Regions from separate parts of the Delphinus delphis genome. Here region 2 is linked to region 1. A link is a contact called in public Hi-C data. All regions are on one chromosome and are shown on one strand. The core of a region is the stretch at or near the end of the contact, and the rest is flanking DNA. Distances in the headings are between cores, read along the strand shown. Region 1 holds the start of TMEM258 (transmembrane protein 258). Region 2 holds the start of INCENP (inner centromere protein).

Region 1 (2,700 bases), core at 16-2,515:
CACATGCCACAACTACTGAAACCTGCGTGCCTAGAGCCCAGGCTCTGCAACAAGAGAAGCCACCGCAATGAGAAGCCCAGGCCTTGCAACAAGGAGTAGCCCCCACTTGCTGCAACTAGAGAAAGCCCAAGCGCAGCAATGAAGACCCAAGGCAGCCAAAAATAAAATAAATTATAAGTAAGTAAACAAGTAAAAAATATTTTTTAAAAATAAAAAATAAATAAAATTCTGGCTCTACTGAATAACATGAGCCTCAGTAAAGTGATTATAATAATAACTCTCTCACGAGGCTGACGTATGATTTAAGAAAGGCGACAAACGCAATAGCGTCTAACTCACTGCCTGGCATAGAGTAGTTGCTCAATAGGTGTTTGTTTCCCTCCCAAGGTTATAGGGAAGATTATGAGATAATGCTTGTGAAAGAGGGCTGTAAACGTAAAGTTCTGTACAAATGTTAACTTCCATTGTCACCCACCAGCCAACGCTTCTAAAATCCAGAACACAACAACTCTAGAGAAGTAAATTGACCTCATTGTTCTCAGAGACACTGGAATTCAATTCAGTAAACATTTATGCCCCCCTAAAAATGATAAAGACAATCGCTGCCATTGATTGAGCCTCCAATTGCCGGCCCCAGTGTTTGGCACTGGAAATACAAAGATGAATAGACATCATCCCAGGGCCAGAGGCACGTCAGATGGTGGTCACTAGGAGGCGTGGCAAATAACAAAGAAGTCCATGACACGTGGCAAGAGGTCTGTACATAGGTTGCGGGGCTCCCAGGAGAAAGAGGACAAGTGCCCGAGACAGTTGTTAGTACTTCATCAAGAAGGTGACTTTTGCCCGGGACCGTGTAGTATGAGTACGAGTTCGGCAGGCGGGAAAAACTTTCCAGACAGGGGTAACAGATTGATCACAAGTAACAGAGATAAAAGCTCGAAGGTATTAGAAATGCTCCCCATGCTCCTCATCCTTATAAATCGTTAGATCAGAAGCCCATGCCATCAAAACCTCAGCCTAAGGAGTCCACGGCAAGGGGCTTCCCTTCCCCGCCCCTCAGCCCAAGCCGAAGGATCCAGGAGCCTCCAGCCCTCTGGACCTTGGACATCTGAGGCTTCTGCGAGAAAAAACAGGGCGCGGGACGGGCCCCGAGGGGTCCCCGAAGTCCCATCCGGAACTCCCCTCAACCCTCTCACCATTTTGCCGGACACAGGGTAATCCGCCGCTCAGCCACCGGAAGAACACGTCGGCAGGAGCAGGCGCGCTGTTCAGCCGGAAGAGGAAGTGCAGCTGCACAGGTGGCATTGTGGGATTTGTAGTCGTGTGGTTTCGGGTGTGGCGGGATCTGAGGCCTGCGGGGCGACCGGGGTGGAGTGGGGGCAAGCGGTAGAGAAGGGTAGGGTCGGCTCGCTGAGCGAGTCCGTTCACCCTGGCGGGACTGTTTGTCGTGAGAGAAGCTGGCCGAGAGGGCCGGGGCATGTACTACACTTCCCAGGAGGCTGTGCGCCGCAGCAGGTCACGTGACGGGAGCGCGGGCTTTGGAAGGCGGCGGAGCTAGAGTGTATCAGCGGCTAGTGCGGAGGAGGCGGCGGGGCTGAGGACCGAGTTGGGCTGAGATCTGTCCTGGGCCACGCCGGAGCGCTCCAGAGGCCAGGTGAGCCCTTCCGGAAGCGTCTCCGAGAGCGGCGGGCCGTTTTGCCCCGGGTGCTGGGGAAGGCCGGCGGCTGCCGGGGGCGGGGCGGAGCGAGCGCGGGATTCGCGGTCAGGCGGGCCCGCCACTTTTCCCGCTCTGAGCCCGGGGCCGGTCGCTTAACTTCCGAGCCTCTTTCATCATTTGTAGAAAGAAGATAATTCCCAGCTCATGAGGTCGTTGTGTATTGTGACTAAGCTCCTGGAGGGGAGACATTGTTTTGAGCTACACTCGTTCACATCCCTTTCCTGCCTGCGTTTGTCGGACGCAGGGGGAGGATGCCCCGGCTAACGAGGCATTGTCCCCTCGGTACACGTTCTAGCAAAGCAGGCAGCTTGAGGCACGAGCCAAAGGATCGAGTGGGTTCTGCAGGGAAAACGTTTACGGAGCACTTAATCTTTGTCGGGGTTTTTGTCTGTTAGTTAACTCTCAGGAGGCCTTAGTATGAATTGAGAGGACTTCCTTACTAGACTGTACGTTTCCTGACGATGGGAGCCTGTCTTGTTCTTTTCATCTTCCGAGGTGCTGACTTGGTGTCGTTTTGTTGCGCTAGATACGTTTAGCCGAGGCCGTGAAGTGGGTGAGACAGCACCCCTGGTGACCCTTCCTCCTTTTGCATCCTTTAAGTTCCTCCTTGTCTTACCTGCCTTTCTCTTTTAGCTGTCCCTCTGTATTGCTATGGGAATTCAAGGACTGGCCAAACTGATTGCCGACGTGGCCCCCAGTGCCATCCGGGAGAATGACATCAAGAGCTACTTTGGCCGCAAGGTGGCTATCGATGCCTCCATGAGCATTTATCAGTTCCTAATAGCTGTTCGCCAAGGGGGGGATGTGCTGCAGAATGAGGAGGGTGAGACCACCAGCCACCTGATGGGCATGTTCTATCGCACCATCCGAATGATGGAGAACGGCATCAAGCCCGTGTACGTTTTTGACGGCAAGCCGCCACAGCTGAAGTCAGGGGAGCTGGCCAAACGCAGCGAGCGGCGGGCTGAGGCGGAGAAGCAGCT
Region 2 (2,736 bases), core at 138-2,637, 250 kb after region 1:
AGTTGCACGTTCCTAAGGGGATACCCGTGTTTAGTTCCAGAAATGTTGTCCTTGCGTAGGGATAAGCAAACTTCTATAAAGTCTAGACAGTAAATACTTTCAGCTTTTGTGGGCCAAGAGGCAAAATCTCGGATATTACGTAGGTACTTACCTAACAAGAGAGGAAAAAAATATCTACAGTTATAAAAATTGATGTAATTCAAAATATAGTAATAATAATTGAATATAATTTTTAAAGGTATATGCCTACTAATAACAATAGAATTCTATTTTGGGGATAAGGGTGAGGCGTGGAGGATAATATTTTCTTAACTGTGGCTCAGTTAGTGTTCCCTATCATTAAAACTCGATTGCGATGTTCATCTGTTAATGCAGATCTACAGTGAGATTTTTACCCACTTCCTTTTCGAAATGTCTTTTCACACAGATACGTACTGCCAGATGCTGATATCCGCCCCTGAGCAGATGCTTTCAATCAATCATATTCATCAGCAGGAAGACATTTGTAGAATCTGTTATATTCTTCTCTTGATATTTGTCTTTTAGCAGGTCATCACATTGCAGATTAATCACTCCCAACTGGAGATTAGGTGGAAACTCCTGGATCGCACAGTTAAATGAATTTTGAAATAATGGAAATTTCCTTTGCATTTGCATCAAAGTCTGAAAAACTATGCTGGAACTGCAGTTTGAGCTTGGAAAATATACCTCCTGCAAATTTGTGTGGGAACAGAGATCTGGATTCTTGTTTTAACATTTGACAGCGTGGGAAGCATGTAAGCAACTTGGCTTTACCTGTGACTCAAACATTGTTAATTGTCATCGAAATGATTTCACTGTATCATAAATTTTGCATGTAAGTGCTCTTTCAGTTTGTAATTTTAAGTTGAAATCATTAAGAAACATTATCAAGTCTATAGCAAGTATTATTTCTCAAAAGTGGCAGAGTCTCGTATAGAGGACAAATTGGGTGAAGTAATGGCAATGGCAAAGCATAAGACTCCCAGAAAGAGCACAACCTCCAGGTCCGCGACTTAAGGCCCCACGCACTTCCCACGTCCCCTAGGGCACTCGCAGTGCACGCTGGGACGTGTAGTTCCGGCGTGCGAGGTCCTGCGCGCGCAACCCCCACCGCGGGCGACTCACTCTCTAGGCCGCGCGCCGCCGTTCCCGGAAGCTGTTCGGGTTAAAGTTTCAAAGCTTCCTTTCCCCGCCTCTTAGTCCCGCAGATTGCCAATCCAAGTAGCCAATAGATGGCCGGACTGGTGCTTCCTTTTACTTGATTGGCTTAGGTTTCTGCAGCCGCACAGACAAACTTGCCGGGGATTGGTCGAGCCTTCAGTTTTGAAAATCGTAGGTTTGGCCCGCGCTGCACCGCCCGGTTGCTTCCTTGCAGCCGCGAGCTTTGGAGGCCGGGAGCGGTGGGACTTGGGCGGGCTGAGATTTGTGCTGGGAAGGTCGTCGGACTTGGATCGGAGCAGCACTTAGGAGACGCGGTGCAGTCGAGTGAGTGCGCGCGGGCGACCGGCGGGGGTGGGGGGGTAGTTAGCGATTTGTTACCCCTTCCTCCAGCCCCGGACCGGGGGCGTGACCCTCTACCCCCCGTTGCGGCCTGGCAGTGGATGGATCACCTCTTCCAAGTGACGAGGTGACCTGCCTTGGTCCTGGGGCCAGAGATGACCCCCACCCTCCATCCTAGAGAATAACCCCGTCCCTTCCCCCTCCCGGTGCCTAGCACCTTCTTTTGTGCCCAGGAGGCCCTTTGTTGATTTGGACGCGCAGGAAGCGCACACCGACCGGGTTGTGTGACGGAATTATGCCAGATGGCATTTCTGTACAGTTAACTCTCGCTCAACACCTCCCCCATCGGCTGAGCAACATTTTAAAGTGACCATTTCTGGAGTCCACTGCTACCCCTGATCTTGTCATTTCCCAAGCACGTTCACTGACAGTGGCCTTCTCTGGGGCGCCCAGAGCCAGAACTTGGCCCCTGCCTTCCCGAGGTTGAAATGGAATAGGCGGCAAAGCTTGTGGTTAAGAGCACAATTTACATCCAGGCCTTGCCCTTGACTTAACTTCTCTTTGCCTCGATTTGCTCATCTGCACGAGGGTCTCCTTGAGGTTGTGGTGAGAATTAAATGAGATGATGCTCCGTCCAAGCACGGAGTAGGACTCTTTAAAGAAAGCAACTGTTGTGACCCTTCTTTGCTGAGGCGAGGTCACAGTTAGGTGCCCGACTTCCTGCACCCTCAAAAGAACAGGTATTGTGAAGGAGGGCCGTGGGGCCCTCGTCTGGTGTATGATGTGAGAGAAGTATTGGGAGACGAAAATGAACAAGCACCCTTCGCCCTTGGTGGGATGTAGGGTGCTCTGGGTTTGTGCCCAGGTTCTTGCAGGGGCTGAAGAGATTTTTGCTGCTTTTCCCAGGACCCTCATTCTTACACTGATCCCTCCTTTCACAGGGTCACCTCTGATCTAATGACAATGACCCTTTTTAAATACCCAGGCTGAGGCTGCTGAAAACAAACTTCCTCGTGGAAGAAGCCCAAACACCTTTTTGCACTTTGTGAAAGAAGCTTTCGCCCACTTTGCCATTTTGAACAAATACTTTTAAAAAAAAAAGAGCAAGTTGTTGATTTCCATAGCAACAAAGTGTTTTGTCTTCCTTTAACATTTTTCTCTTTCCTAGCCTCAAACTGTGTTCCTGCCCTTAGCCAGGGCTGACTGAGCTCTGGG

The links. Hi-C and Micro-C count contacts between places; a contact is called where the count stands out from the background.
Region 2: a contact with region 1 is called in a Hi-C map of lung, with 7 times the contacts expected there. The contact joins the promoter of INCENP here to the promoter of TMEM258 in region 1. A contact is called at or near these places in 3 of 3 Hi-C or Micro-C datasets (lung and muscle).

What each region holds. Positions count from the first base shown.
Region 1 is chr8:100,877,359-100,880,058 of mDelDel1.2, forward strand. It overlaps TMEM258 (transmembrane protein 258), which reads right to left and starts at 1,266. Exons shown (of 4, transcript XM_060019015.1): 1 at 1,197-1,266. The coding sequence starts at 1,199. It overlaps FEN1 (flap structure-specific endonuclease 1), which reads left to right and starts at 1,258. Exons shown (of 2, transcript XM_060019014.1): 1 at 1,258-1,298; 2 at 2,351-2,700. The coding sequence starts at 2,369.
Region 2 is chr8:101,131,635-101,134,370 of mDelDel1.2, forward strand. INCENP (inner centromere protein) reads left to right here and starts at 1,388. Exons shown (of 19, transcript XM_060019024.1): 1 at 1,388-1,506.